5 separate regions of the Mus musculus genome follow, and all the other regions are linked to region 1. A link is a contact called in public HiChIP or PLAC-seq and promoter capture Hi-C data. All regions are on one chromosome and are shown on one strand. The core of a region is the stretch at or near the end of the contact, and the rest is flanking DNA. Distances in the headings are between cores, read along the strand shown. Region 1 holds the start of Akr1a1 (aldo-keto reductase family 1, member A1 (aldehyde reductase)). Region 2 holds the start of Lurap1 (leucine rich adaptor protein 1). Region 3 holds the start of Tspan1 (tetraspanin 1). Region 4 holds the start of Plk3 (polo like kinase 3). Region 5 has its middle 12 kb from the start of Pik3r3.

The links. Promoter capture Hi-C pulls out the DNA fragments that hold promoters and counts their contacts. HiChIP or PLAC-seq counts read pairs in DNA pulled down with a chosen protein or histone mark.
Region 2: a contact with region 1 is called in an H3K27ac HiChIP or PLAC-seq map of embryonic stem cells, with 5 times the contacts expected there. The contact joins the promoter of Lurap1 here to the promoter of Akr1a1 in region 1. A contact is called at or near these places in 12 of 39 promoter capture datasets (3T3-L1-derived adipocytes, the C10 cell line, the HPC-7 cell line and 8 more), 2 of 15 datasets of contacts at CTCF or cohesin (large pre-B cells and pro-B cells), 2 of 484 Hi-C or Micro-C datasets (embryonic stem cells and nephron progenitors), 21 of 115 datasets of contacts at active chromatin or transcription factors (the 230-238 cell line, the NIH/3T3 cell line, the SCID.adh cell line and 17 more) and 4 of 9 other capture datasets (adipose tissue, embryonic stem cells, liver and 1 more).
Region 3: an H3K4me3 HiChIP or PLAC-seq map of the SCID.adh cell line shows a contact between it and region 1, with 13 read pairs. The contact joins the promoter of Tspan1 here to the promoter of Akr1a1 in region 1. A contact is called at or near these places in 17 of 39 promoter capture datasets (the C10 cell line, the HPC-7 cell line, HPC-7-derived erythroid cells and 12 more), 3 of 15 datasets of contacts at CTCF or cohesin (embryonic stem cells, large pre-B cells and pro-B cells), 7 of 484 Hi-C or Micro-C datasets (the Ba/F3 cell line, the G1E-ER4 cell line, the HL-1 cell line and 3 more), 21 of 115 datasets of contacts at active chromatin or transcription factors (the 230-238 cell line, the NIH/3T3 cell line, the SCID.adh cell line and 18 more) and 5 of 9 other capture datasets (adipose tissue, embryonic stem cells, liver and 2 more).
Region 4: a contact with region 1 is called in a promoter capture Hi-C map of neural stem cells. The contact joins the promoter of Plk3 here to the promoter of Akr1a1 in region 1. A contact is called at or near these places in 3 of 39 promoter capture datasets (hippocampal neurons, liver and neural stem cells), 4 of 484 Hi-C or Micro-C datasets (CD4 T cells, forebrain, myocytes and 1 more), 6 of 115 datasets of contacts at active chromatin or transcription factors (the 230-238 cell line, astrocytes, embryonic midbrain and 2 more) and 2 of 9 other capture datasets (liver and pancreatic islet).
Region 5: a contact with region 1 is called in an H3K27ac HiChIP or PLAC-seq map of embryonic stem cells, with 6 read pairs. The contact joins the enhancer-like site here to the promoter of Akr1a1 in region 1. A contact is called at or near these places in 2 of 39 promoter capture datasets (the HPC-7 cell line and hippocampal neurons), 4 of 115 datasets of contacts at active chromatin or transcription factors (the 230-238 cell line, the NIH/3T3 cell line, embryonic hindbrain and 1 more) and 1 of 9 other capture datasets (adipose tissue).

The regions. Positions count from the first base shown.
Region 1 is chr4:116,650,378-116,653,041 of GRCm38.p6, forward strand. Akr1a1 (aldo-keto reductase family 1, member A1 (aldehyde reductase)) reads right to left here and starts at 1,297. Exons shown (of 9, transcript NM_021473.3): 1 at 962-1,297.
Region 2 is chr4:116,143,289-116,145,952 of GRCm38.p6, forward strand. It overlaps Lurap1 (leucine rich adaptor protein 1), which reads right to left and starts at 1,328. Exons shown (of 2, transcript NM_026547.1): 1 at 1,009-1,328. The coding sequence starts at 1,206.
Region 3 is chr4:116,166,265-116,168,928 of GRCm38.p6, forward strand. Tspan1 (tetraspanin 1) reads right to left here and starts at 1,334. Exons shown (of 8, transcript NM_133681.4): 1 at 1,202-1,334; 2 at 744-808. The coding sequence starts at 800.
Region 4 is chr4:117,132,671-117,135,334 of GRCm38.p6, forward strand. It overlaps Plk3 (polo like kinase 3), which reads right to left and starts at 1,293. Exons shown (of 15, transcript NM_013807.3): 1 at 982-1,293; 2 at 725-832; 3 at 519-635; 4 at 235-364; 5 at 57-144. The coding sequence starts at 1,194.
Region 5 is chr4:116,208,136-116,210,799 of GRCm38.p6, forward strand. No RefSeq gene overlaps it. Among named protein-coding and RNA genes, the nearest start is that of Pik3r3, 12 kb to the right of the region's middle. Within about 2 kb of position 1,331, at least 24 of the 459 cell types and tissues checked have an H3K27ac peak or open chromatin away from gene starts, as enhancers often do. A contact at or near this core is called in the NIH/3T3 cell line and embryonic stem cells, where this site is marked.

The sequences.
Region 1 (2,664 bases), core at 47-2,546:
ATGTATCTATGTGTGTCAAGGGGCTGGGGGACAATCCCAAGGCCTTACACACGCCAATTCTACCTCTGACCTACACCTGTTAGTATTTTACTAACTTTGAGCAAGTACTAAAAAAAAAAAAATCTGGGTTGGAGGTGTAGTTCAGTTGGTAAAGGGCTTGTCCGGGGCGGAGTTTGACTCTAGTTCCAGGGAATATGTCCCTTTCTTATGACCTCCATGGGCACCAGGCACCCACAAGGTACACATACTTACATAGCAGACAAAACATTAATTTTTAGCAAAAATTCTTCAAAGAGACTCTGTCTCCAAAACTACCTATAAATAATAACCAATTCTGCCGGGCAGGAAAGATTCATACTGGAATTAAACCTGTATCGCTGCTGAAGTGCAACCTGGGAAAAGTTAACAGGCCTGATCAGAAGCTGAGCAGGTCCTGCGGTCCTACGAAAAGTCTAAACAGTAGAGTCCATTAATGGTAGGCTCGGTAATGTGAAGATTCAAGTATTTTCACTTTAAAAGGCTCCGTAGCGACAGGAGATGTTCAAATTTTCTCAAACCTAAGGCAGAGGCTTGAGCAAGCTAATCTCTCCCCACTTCCGCCACTTCCTAGGAATATCCCTGTACCGCCATTAGGAAAGGCAGAGCGCCTAGAAATTTCGAGCAGATGACCAAACAAAGAGATGGCAAAAGCACGAGATATGCACCAGACACATTCAAAGGTTTATCCCAGTCCTCCCTACAGCACTAATGATTTCCTTGCTCATTCCAACTCTGAGGAAACCGAGGTCCAGAAACACGTTATCTGAGAACAGAATAGGAGGAAGTGCTCAAACGCGAAACTAAATCGCATCCCTCGACGTGCTGGCGCCATTCGCTCAATCCTGGCCCTGACCTGTGGTACTGAAGGACCCTCGCCTTTAACTCAGGAGAAAAAGACGAGTCAGCAGCAGGAAGAACTCACCTTGGCAGTGAGCACAGGCTGTGGAAAAGACAAAGTGGCCCGAATTCAGCTCTGCACTCCAGTACTGAGGCAACAGGGCCCGACTTAAGTCCGGCGGAGAAGCGGCAGCCCCACCCCAGGGAGGAGCGAGGGCCCGGCTCCCAGAACTACGCGCAGGACGGAGGAGACCCCCACTGTCCTGCGAAGTAGAAGAGGGAGTAGAAGCCAAAGCTGGGACTTTGCACATTCCTCCCCTGGGAACCTCTCACTCCACCACGAACGTCTGGAAGGGCCGGGGTCCCGAAACTGTGCATGCGCACAAGCTACGTGGACAGTCTTGGGTGGCTGGCCGCGCCCACAACCGGCCCACAGTGCACCGCGCAGGCACCTCTCTAGGCATAGATTCTTATACTTTCTGAAGAGATCCTCTATGATACCTAGGGGGTCCTTCTGGCCGCCTGTCTTTCTTTCTCTAAAGTGAATTTGTCGGAATCCCCGAGCGGGCCTGATACAAAGTTTGACCAAAAAATACAGAAAATCTTGCCTCTGCAAACCCCATTTTAGAAAGTTACTGATCTTTCACTCAGTACCTTGCACTTTAGCCCTGTGCAAAAGACTTCATAAATATGAGCTGGGGCCGTATAGCTAAATTAATACAGTGCTTGCTTAACATAAAGTTCTGGGTTCAAAATCCCAGCACGGCATAAAATTGAGTCGTTATCCCAGCACTTGGGAGGTGGAAGCAAGGAGAATCAGAAGATTCAGTTTTTCTTGCCTCCTATACATTGACTTTGAGGCCAGCCTGAGATTTATGATCCCCTATCTAAAAGGAAAACATTTGAAGATGGAGAGAAGGGGTGCCGCTTTTTCAGAGAACCCAAGTTCAGTACCAGCATTCATGTCAGGAGGTTCTCAACCACCTGTAACCCCAGCTCCAGGGGATTTAATACTCTCTTCTGACTTCCATGAGCACCCACATAAAGGTGGGGTGTGTGTGTTTCCCAGGGATAGCTTATAAAGGGAAAAAACACAATGGGCTCCTAAGTGGGTGAAGGAGGGCTATAGAGCGGTCGGCCCCTCTCCAAGTTTTTTTAGTAGTTTGAACTTAACAGTTCAAGCTGCCCTGTTATATCTTGCTTGGCTGAGTGAAGGCTGCATTTGGGAAATTTCCAATCATAATCATCGTCATCCTCAGAATATATGGTCAATTTGATCTCTGAGTCAAATTGTGTGTGTGTGTGTATGTGTGTGTGTGTGTTTACAATCAAAGTGCAATATGTTTTGTGTCAACAATATGGAGTGGCCAACAGAAATGAAACAAAAGAATTACAGCCAAGCTCGAGGTGACTTTAAGCTAGGGAACGGGCTTCAACATGGGGACCAGCCTTCATCAGTCTCACTACTCTGACTGTCCTGGAACTCACTATTGTAGACCAGGTTGGCCTCCAAATCATAGTAATCTGTCTGGCTCTGACTCCCAAATGCTAAAATTAAAGACGTGCACTCAGCTCTTTTTCTTTTCTTTTTAAAAAATTATTTTATTACCAGGTGGTGGTGATACATGCCATTAATCCTAGCAATCAGGAGAAGAGGCAAGCAGATCTCCAAATTCAAGGCCAGCCTGTTCTACAGAGTGCAACCCTGTCTCAAAAAAACAAAAACAAAAATTTATTTTTACTTGTATGTGTGTGTGCCCGAGTATATGTCTGTTTACCACATGCAGG
Region 2 (2,664 bases), core at 78-2,577, 510 kb before region 1:
TCAGCTCCGAAGGTTCTCTTAGCCTCTCTTACCATAGAATGAAAGCCCTGGACCTGCCTTCAAGGTCCCATGTCCTTCCTTCCACCCTTCCAGATCTGCTTGCCACAGGTTGTGCACACAGTGGGGCCCCAGGAAGACTTGTTAAGCCAGTGTGGGCTTCTGGTTCAGAGCCAGTGAGTAGCTGGCAGTTCCTCAGTTCTCCAGAACTGGCTGCAAAGTGGTGGCAGGTGTAATTCATCTCTTTCACCGGAACCAGGGCCCCAGGAGAGACCGCTGGGACCCGGCTGCCCATTTGGCTCAGAAACCAGACCAACAGCTACCAGAGAAGGGGGTGGGGAGGTGTGGCTGTTTCCTCCCCCTTTCTGCAAGAAGGTACAGAGACCCTGAGACTCTGTCTGAGACTGAGCCCCAGGTGAAGGACCAACTCGTACTGTGGTGCTACTGTGCCTCTATTAAGGTCTTCGAACGTCTAATACCGTGATGGTGGGATGCTTAGGAAAAGGACAGGTTTTTAGTGTGCCCCACCAGTGCAGGCAGTTTCCAGCAGGTATTACCTCACCAAAGCTCTTTTTTTTTTTTTTTCTGAATCCTGACACGAACACCCTAGGGCCTTAAGAACAAAACCTCTTCCCCTGTTTGCCAGAGAAGGGGGCAGAAAACGGTTGCCTTATAGTGGAGTCTGAAGAAATTGGTGGCCCCGGATGCCGATGGGAAGAATTTGCGCTGTACTAAGTTTTTTTTGTGTGCTACTTAGCCCTCGCCTCTCTCCTTCCGATTATTGGGCAGGGAAAACTTCCAAGAGATGTGCCTCCTACTCTCAGTTCTCAGGACCTATCAACCCTTCATTCACCCTTGGGAGACAAATAATGAGACGTCACTTCACTCTGCTTTCAACCCAGGATGTATGGATTGATCTTGGAAGGACCCTCTTCTCCAGCCCAACTCCGGGAACCTGCCCCTGCCCCTACAAATATCCCGTTCCCCGTGGCCTGTAGCACCCACACTCACCAGCTCCATCCTCAGCGCCATGATCTTGTCCCCTAGGCCGTGGCCGGTGCTGGGCGCCCCCGGGAGCAGCACGTCCCCAGAGGTTCCCAGCTCGCACTCGCCTCGAAGCCCGCGGAGCAGTCCTTCAGGGATCTTCCTGCCCACCTTGCCCTCCACGTCTCGCAAGTCCGGCGTCTGGGACTCCGCGGTCCCCTCCATGTGGGCCCAAGCCAGAACAGGACTGGGCGACCAGGGTCCGGTTCCCAAGGGTCCTCCCTTCTCTGCTACGAACGCGGAGCGAAACCCGTGGATCCCCGCCCGCCCCGCGCGGGGGGTGGGGTGGGGGAACAGGAGGAGGGCGCCGTAACGCTCAGAAAAGCCGCGCAGTTGGGGGAGCGAGGTACCGAGTGGTATGCACACAACTTCTAGCCCTGGAGGCGTTCGACTAGGTGATCCTGGATTTGGAACTGAAGACCTCAAAGAAAGCTCAGTGCCTTCTCCCTGTGTTGGCACCAACTAGACACGCAGCAGGAAGCTAATAAATATTTTCTGGATGAAAAGTAGCCCCAATCGAGGTAACACGGCTGCAGAGGTTTTGGAAGGCTTTCTGCTCAGGAGCTGTGCCTGTTACAGGGGCTAGAATACAGCCACTCAGTTCACAGACACCTCCCAGCATCTAGAAATCAGCTGAAAGAGTAATAGAAGGGCAATCCCCCTGGCCAGTGAGAAACAACCATTATTAAAATTGAAGGAATCCACAAATCTTGATGTTCATCTTACATGGGCTAACAAAAGAGGTGCTTCCTAAGACTGACTGTAAATATGGGTACTCTGAAAACCCTGGCAAGTTAGAGCCTGAGGTCCTGCATTGGCTTTTGTTTTGTTTTACCAAGATAGGGTTTTTCTGTGTAGCCCTAGAACCCACTGTAGACCAGGCTGTCCTGGAACTAAGAGATCCTCCTGCCTCTACTGGGGTTAAAGGCAGGTGCCACCACAGTCTGGCTTTTCTTTTTTTACAGAGAGGGTCTCACTGTGTGGTCCATAGCCTAGAACTTGCTATGTAGAGTGGACCGGCTTTGAACTCACAGAAATCCACCTGCCACTGCCTTACCAGGAATTAAAATCTTTTTTAAAGATTAATTTTAAAGATAATTTTCTATCTTAATTACAAGTATTTTAAAAGTATGTTCATGTAGGGATATGTACACATGAGTACAGGTGTCTAGAGGCCACAGAAGGGCAACAGATCCCTAGAAGCTGGACTTAGAGTTGTGAACTATGTAACATGGGTGCTAGGACTGAACTCGGGTCCTCTCTAAGAGTCGTATGTGCTCTTACCTGCTGAGCCATCTCTAGCCCCAGCCCCAGCCCCAGCCCCAGCCCCAGACCTGAGAGTCTGCATTTTTTTTAAAGATTTATTTATTTATTATATGTGTGTATGCTGTAGCTGTCTTCAGACACTCCAGAAGAGGGAGGGCATCAGATTTTTGTTACGGATGGTTGTGAGCCACCATGTGGTTGCTGGGATTTGAACTCGGGACCTTTGGAAGAGCTGATGGTGCTCTTAACCGCTGAGCTATCTCATCAGCCTGAGTCTGCATTTCTAAGAAGCTATAGGGGGATAGCCATGCTACAGTTCTGAGAACCACACTAAGTGACACGGTTATGTTTCTAAGC
Region 3 (2,664 bases), core at 84-2,583, 480 kb before region 1:
ATTCAAACCCCTTCAGGGCCTCCCTTACTTAGCCTTGCCGGTAAATCTAAAAGTACCACTTTGCAATTGTCAGTATATATAGCAATTATCAGCCTCTTTGACAATGATCAGCCTATCTGATTTACTGAACCTGAGATTCTCAAGGGCAGTGAATGGCCTGGCTCTACCCTAGCACATAGCACTGAGTCTTAGTCAATGAATATTTTCCTTTTTGTTTGTGGACTCGTGCATGCTAAGCAAATGCTCTACCACTGAACAACAATCTCAGACCCTTAAATGCCAGCCCAGTCAATGAGTACTTATTGAGTCAACTAAGAGGCATGGATAAGACTCTCAGCTTTTTCAACGCACGGTGGTCACTGAATTGCCTTTTACACTATAAACTTAAGCAGAGCCCCTTTCCTCTCTGAACCGTGAATGCCTATTTTAAAATGGGGGAGGGGGGACAATCATTCCTGCTAGCCAGCCCTGCCCCAGAATGATCCTTCCTAGAAGGGAGGTGAGAGACTCAAGCTTCTCCATCCCTAGCCTTCCGCATCTTCACCCAAACCTCTGTGTGGCAGTCAGGTTGTTAGTGGAATCAGGAATCAGCATTTGGGAAGACCCTCTGCTTCCTTCTCATATAGGAAAATTTACAGGGCAGAGTCTGGGTACCTAGTTTCCCATTCTCCAGCCTGGCCTCTGTTCAGACTGTGACCTGCTTTTGTAAGGAACCCCAGGAAACCCACAACCACCATACTTACAAAGATGAGTAGATTGAAGAGGAACATCATGACCTTAATGAATTTGAAGCACTGCATGGTGTGTCCTGGGAAACAGACATGCACAAATTAGGGCCTTACCTCCCACTTGCCCTGGGCTGGCTGTGTTTTTTTGAGTCCAACATCTTGTTATTTCTCACCAAATTTCCCCTGCATCTGGACTCTAATATCTCAGAACTTTTTCCAGTCCTTTTGTTGACACGTATGCCCACCTGTACTAGTTCTCAGATCTTAATATCCCCAGATCCCCATGCAGGTATTACAAGCCTGATCTCACACTCCAGACCACTCAACACCCTTGCCTGACACCTGTCTTTCCTAATCCTCTTTCTAAACCAATCTCAGATTCTTCAGTACCCACCAATGGCTTTTTCTAGCACCCCAAACCTGTTTTTAGACTGGTACCTATTCATAGATTAATCCCTGGTCTATGCCATCACCTGCTTCAGGGCTCTTGGCAATAGGTTCTGAACGGGATCTGTTGCACTCCAGAAGGAACAGAACAGCTCCAGGAAACTGCCACTCAGTGTGCTGGCAGAACGCTGAAGGAGCGGCTAGTCCTCGCAAAACACTACTCACCTACAGGTGGGGCAGGTGTTTTAAAACCTCCTGGCCGCAGGCCCGCCCGCTGGCCCCACCCAAGGCTGATTAGCCTTCTTTGCCCCTGCTGCCCCCTACTGCCTGGAGATAAGTTCCCAACACTGAAAGCAATAATTAAATCTCTACCTGGAAATGTCACCATAGACTCTGCCTCTCCTGAAAAGGGGTGTATGGGGCAGCAGTGTCAGGAGCTGGACAAGTAGCTTTCTAGAACTTTTGGGTGCCTCGCTCACAATAGTGTGATATGATTCTTACCTTGAAACTGTGTGTTTACTGGCACCCACATCTGCTCGAGCTGCCACCCATATGTTTACACACAAAACTCAGTCACGGGGGGCTGGTGAGATGGCTCAACAGGTAAGAGCACCCGACTGCTCTTCCGAAGGTCCTGAGTTCAAATTCCGGCAACCACATGGTGGCTCACAACCATCCATAATGAGATCTGACTCCCTCTTCTAGAGTGTCAGAAGACAGCTACAGTGTACTTACATATAATAAATAATAAATAAATCTTAAAAAAAAAAAGGGCTGGTGAGATGGCTCAGTGGGTAAGAGCACCCGACTGCTCTTCCGAAAGTCCAGAGTTCAAATCCCAGCAACCACATGGTGGCTCACAACCATCCGTAACAAGATCTGACTCCCTCTTCTGGTGTGTCTGAAGACAGCTACAGTGTACTTACATATAATAATAAATAAATCTTTAAAAAAAAAAACTCAGTCACGTATATAACATAGAGTGATACTCTTTTTTTTTTTCCTTTTTTCTTTTGGTTTTTCAAGACAGGGCAGGGTTTCTCTGTGTAGACCTGGTTGTCCTGGAACTCACTCTGTAGACCAGGCTGACCTCAAACTCAAAAATCTGCCTGCCTCTGCCTCCCAAGTGCTGGGATTAAAGGGATGCACCACCACTGCCCAGCAGAGTGGTACTCTTGAATGTAAATGAACATGTCTCACACTGTCTCTTGCGTGTTCACACACACATAAGTATATGCACACACTCGTGAGCACGTGCGTGCACGCACACACACACATATGCACACACAAACAAATGTACATTCATGTGCATACACTTATGAGAACACACACACATGCTCATACATATGCACGCTCATACATATGCACACACATACACTTGCACATGGGTGCACACACACACACACACACACACACTTTCAAGGATATGATCATGGTCCTCTGTTCTCACCACAGAACAGGAAATGGTTGTTTTTCCTCTTCCTTTCACAAAACCCACAAGACTTCAAGGTCACCGTCATCATCCTCTTCCTCCTCCTCCTCCTCCTCC
Region 4 (2,664 bases), core at 43-2,542, 480 kb after region 1:
CACCTTGTACATCATCTGTGTCACAAACAGGCTGTGGCCACCATCCCCTCACTCACTTTTTCCTCTGCTCTGGGGGCTCTAATCGAGCTGCCAGCCCAAAATCCCCCACCTTCAGTTCCATGTTATCCGTGATGAAAAAATTTCCTAGACAGTAGCAGAGAGACGCGTCAGATTCTTAACGCCTTTCATCCCTCCGCAGGTCTCCACCCTTCAGACCAGACGCAGGAATCTCACCCAGCTTGAGATCTCTGTGTAAGATACCCCTCTGGTGCAAGTACTTGAGGCCAGAAAGGATCTGGCGCAGGTAGTAGCGAACCTCTGGTTCCAACAGGGTGTGTCGGGCCTTCCAGATGTGGGCCAGGGACTGCAGAAAGTCACTGTTTCAGACCCCGCTTGCCTTCCCAGACCCTCCCTCCATCTGTGTTTGCTAAAGATGACAAGAACAGCTTTGGATCTTAAGAACCCGCTTCCTCCCCTACCCCTGTTCCCAATGAACCCACCCCGCCCCCATTCCGGACCTTTCGGCTACAGAGCTCCAGGAAAATGTATATGTTGTCAGCATCCTCGAAATGATGTGAAAAGCGAACGATATGGCGGTGCTGTAGGTCTCGGTGCAACTCTATCTCATTTAGGATCTGCGACAGGGGAGTGAAATCCTCATCTTTCCAGGGTTCCCACGCCACCATCCCCTCCCCATCCCTTGGACCGCAGGGCCTGGACCCACCTTCTCGCGCTGATGCGGCTTGGCGACGCGACTCTGTGGGATGACTTTGACCGCGTAGGCTATACCAGACTCGGTGTCAGTGGCTTCATAGCAGCGTGCGAAGCCCCCCTAGAAAGAAGAAGCTGCATCATCGATCTGGGCGCTCCGGAGTGGCCGGATCCGGCCCGTAGAGCTCCTCTCCACCTCCGGAGTGGCCCGGTCGGGTCCGCAGAGCTCCCCTCCACCTCCGTCAACGCTACCCCGGAGCCCCGACCCACCTTGCCCAACAAGCGACCCTTGGTGTAGGTACGGCCGCTGAGAGGGTCGGTGATGAGGCGACCAGGAGGATCCGGCGCCCGTGGCCCGGCCAGCACCTCAGGTTCCGATCGCGGGGAGGCATTGGCAGGCGGCCCCGGGCCGGCGGGGGGCGCGGACGGGGCAGCCGCGCGCGGGAAGGGGCGCGGAGACAAGAAGCCGGCGGCGGGCTCCATGCGGACGGCGCGGCGCAGCGCCTGCCGAGCTGGTTCTCGGTTCCGCCCGGCCCCGGCCGCGCGTGGCGCTGCCTGGTTTCTCTACGCTGCGATCGCGCCAGGGCAAGGGGGAGTCCGACGTTTTTATCAATGAACCCCTGCCCCCTCCCCGGTGTTTCGTCATCTCGAGCTCCGCCCCTTTCCTGGCTGCCAGGCTTGGAGAGGCCACGCCCATTGCTCCGCCTTACGTCACCTGAAAGATCTTCCCTTGCCTGGGCGTTCTTAAAGGCCACTCCTCCTGCTCTGGCCTTAAAGGAGCCCCGGTTGAGCTAGTCGCCTGGCAGGTGTAACCCTGCTCCGTTTCTCTAGGCTACCCAGTGCAAGTGACTCTTTTTTTCCCCTTCATCCTTAGAATGTGTGCTGAAGTCGGAGTGGAGGCCAGTTATCCGGAGGCCTCTTTCGAGCAACAGTAAGGGTTAGCATTCAAACTGGGGAGGAAAGACAGGGGTGTTGCAAACTGCTCAGTGCACATCACCAACACAGGTGGTTTCCTGCAAGCATCTCTTGCTCTGGTACAGAGCATGCTGCCCTCTTCGGGGACTGTGGAATAGCACGCTGCAGAGCCCGATTTACCTGGTCTGGGACTGTGCAATGGGTTTGTGGAACAGAGCCTGGTATTCAAGGTTTTATGTTTGCGTTTTGTTTTTCCAAGACAGGGTGTCTCTGTGTGGCCCTGGCTGTCCCAGAACCCACTATGTAGACCAGGCTGGCTTTGAAATCAAAGATCCACCTGCCCCTGCCTCCCAGTATTCACTGTTTTTCACCATGTTCCAGGCTACATCTTCTGCTACCCAATTCTACCTTATTATTCTTCTGAGGGAAAGGAGAGCTGAGGCAGAGTAGCTGTCATGTGATCCAGGCTGGCTTTGAACTCGAGGTCCTTCTGTCTTCACCTTTGACATGATGGGACTCCAGACCTGTACCTCTGCCCCAGACCCTGAGTTCCCCATCATATTCTCAAAAATACCTATTGCACCGAGTCAGCAGGCAAAAGGCCAGACAGTGAGGAATGAGAACTGGACACTCTTAGGTGCTAGAGACCTGCAACTGGGCAGTTAGCTTTGAAGTCCATTACAGATAAACTCAAGTAGGTGGCAGGAATCTATGATCTATGTGGAATCTTTTTCTGTGTGGGTTTTTTTTTTGGGGGGGGGGTGTTGTGGAGGGTTGTTTTGGTTTTTGTTTTGTTTTGTGACAGAGTTTCCAGGAAGCCAGGAATTCGACCTGTAAACCAGACTGGCCTTGACTTCCTACCTGTCTCTGCCCCTCCACCACTGCCCGGCTTCGATGTGAAATCTTTTTTTTTTTTTTTTTTTTTCCTTGAAATAGGTTTCTCTGTGTAGACTTGGCTGTCCTGGAATCATTCTGTAAACCAGGCTGGCCTCCAACTCAGAGATCTGCTGCCTGTCTCTGCCTCCAGAGTGCTGGGAT
Region 5 (2,664 bases), core at 81-2,580, 440 kb before region 1:
CATATTCAAATCAAAGAAACTCAAGAAACTGGTTACTCCATGTATTCATTCAGTCTTTTAACTCTATTCTATTCATATGATTTCCTTCCTTCCTTCCTTCCTTCCTTCCTTCCTTCCTTCCTTCCATCTTCAACACTGGGGTTGAACCTAGGGTCTTATGCATGTTAGATAAGCACTCTGTCATACAACTCTATCCTTGTAAAAGTATCTTTTACTTACTTGCCTGATGTAATTGTCATCTCAGAGGCTTACTGCTAGCCTAGGCCTAGTTTCAGAAGCCGCCATAGAACCTAATCTTGGCCTAGCATGTTTTCAGCCTCTGAGACTTGCTGTTGAATTAGCCCACCCTTTCTTACTCTTTCTGATCACTGGCTAGCTGATTTAACTCAGCTGTTCTAGCTCAAACTCACCTCTAAGATTGATTCACTCTGGCTTCTCTTAGCTCTGCCTCTAGCCATCTGCTAAACTTCTGACTCTTCATTCTCTGGCTCCTTCTGTCTTCACCTGTGTCTAGTTGTTCTCTCTCTGTAACCTGTCTCTGTACAACTGTCCTAGTAAGATTGCCCTTTCTCCTCCCTCTCTCTGCACTGCTATGTAGCTTCTTTTTTTCTCTTGTTTTCCTGGGAGTTGAGTATATATTAATTCTATCAAATCTTTCTCTGCTTCAACATTTTGTCTACCACTCAATTAGACATCACTTTCAAACATGGGTGCTTCCTTCTACAAACTAAACTTTACCTTCATTGTTTGGGATTAAAGGTGTGTACTAAAGGTGTGTCTGCATTCCAGCCAGATCACACAGACCTAGAAGGTCTTTGGTTGTGAAATTCTTCTACATATCCTCAGACCTCCTCCCTCCCTGCCCCCCTCTTTTTGAGGCAGGGTCATGCTATGTATCCTGGCTGGTCTGGAACTCTCTATGTAGTCCAGGTTGATCCTGAACTCCTAAAGATCTTGCCTCCTAGCCTTCTTTTTACTTTTTTGTTTTGAGACAGGCTTTCACTGGACAAGGCTAGCCCCGAATTCACTCTGTAGCTCAGAAAGTCCTTGACCTTGTGATCTCTATGTCTGGAAATGTAGGTAGTTCCACCAGGCCCTGCCTTCTTTGGTTTCCTTAAGAGTAGTTTCCTTTGAAATTCAGTGTTAGGGTGAACAGTACCCATAGCCAGCTCCAGAGGTTGATACTTTGTCAAGTCCAATCCTTTAAAAGTCTAATTTGGGTGGGGGAGTACTATTTCAAAATATTTATGAAAGGAAAACTAATTAACTTGGCCTGGGTGGGGTCACCTATGACAAGGAGCAAAGTCCTGTGCAAGTTAAGGAAGGAGATTTCATGTTGAAGGCATCACTACAATGGGATAATAGACTCACCAGCCTAGGACATGATCTTCATTCAGTGTCAGGCCATAATCCATAAGCGATACTCTTTGGGCTACCTGATCTAGACTGGAGGGTCCTTGAAATGAACGAATCATTCAGATACATAGAAGAAAATATATGAAAACATCCTCACTTATTTTCTTATAAAAAATTATAAAAGTGTACCCCTCTTACCCCCAAGGGTCTCACTGTGTAGAACTTGACTAGATCTCACAGAGATCCATCCGCTTTAGTAATGGGATTAAAGGTGTGCACTAGCAGTCCCAGAGCATGACACCATTTAAAAATAAACAAATGAACTAAATGGGAAAATATTTTAAAAATTATGGAACGGAGTATGATGGTTTACCCTTCTAGTCCCAACACTTGGAAGGCTGACATATGAAGACTACAGTGAGTCGAGTCCGAGGGCCAGACAGCTTGGGCTCCAGCATAAGAGTTTGTCTCTAAACATTAAAAAAATATATAGAAGAAGAAGACGGCCTGGTATTTGTGGTATTACTTCTCTAGGATTGCGATAGTGTCTTACCACAACTGGCTGGCTTAAAACAATAGAAACTTATTCTTTCATAATACTGGAGGGCTAAAGTCCAAAGGTTCAAAGCCAAGATGTAGGCAGGACTAGTTAGGACTTTCTGGAGACTCTGAGAGAGAATGCATGTCTTCTCCTAGATTCTGGGGGTTGCCATGTAATTCTTGGTGCTTTCTGGCTTGTAAAGGTATTGCTCTGACCCCTGCCACTGTCTTCAAACAGCTTTCTGTGTATGGCTGTGTCTCAGATCTACTTCTTCCCATTTGTCACAAGGACATTTGTCACTGGATCGATAATTCACCTTGAACCTATGACAATCTCCTTGCAAGATTTTTACTTACACCTTTGAAGACTTCTTTTTCAACTAAGGCCATATTTAGAGCTTCTGGGCTTAAGGCGTATACACAGATTGTTAGATAGAACTGGCTGAAGTGGTACTAGGGTATAATCATTTTCCTCAATATATGACTTGGTCAGAAAAAGAGAAGAAAAAAAAAAAAACAAACAAAACAGAGAAGTCTTAGTGGTCTGTTATTGAGTTAAGCGTTTCAGAACTGAAGCAATTCACGGGTGAGATGGGTACTGCCTGGTTCTTATTTGCAGGGTCCTAGGCAAACACTGCAGAAACAGCAACCACAAAGCCCCATATCAAGCTAGGATTCTGGGCTCAATTCCTCTATTGTCTTGGAAAAGAAGACTTAATCCAAGGGATGTGTTTCAGTTGTGGTTGGGGAATAAAGCCTGCAGTGAAT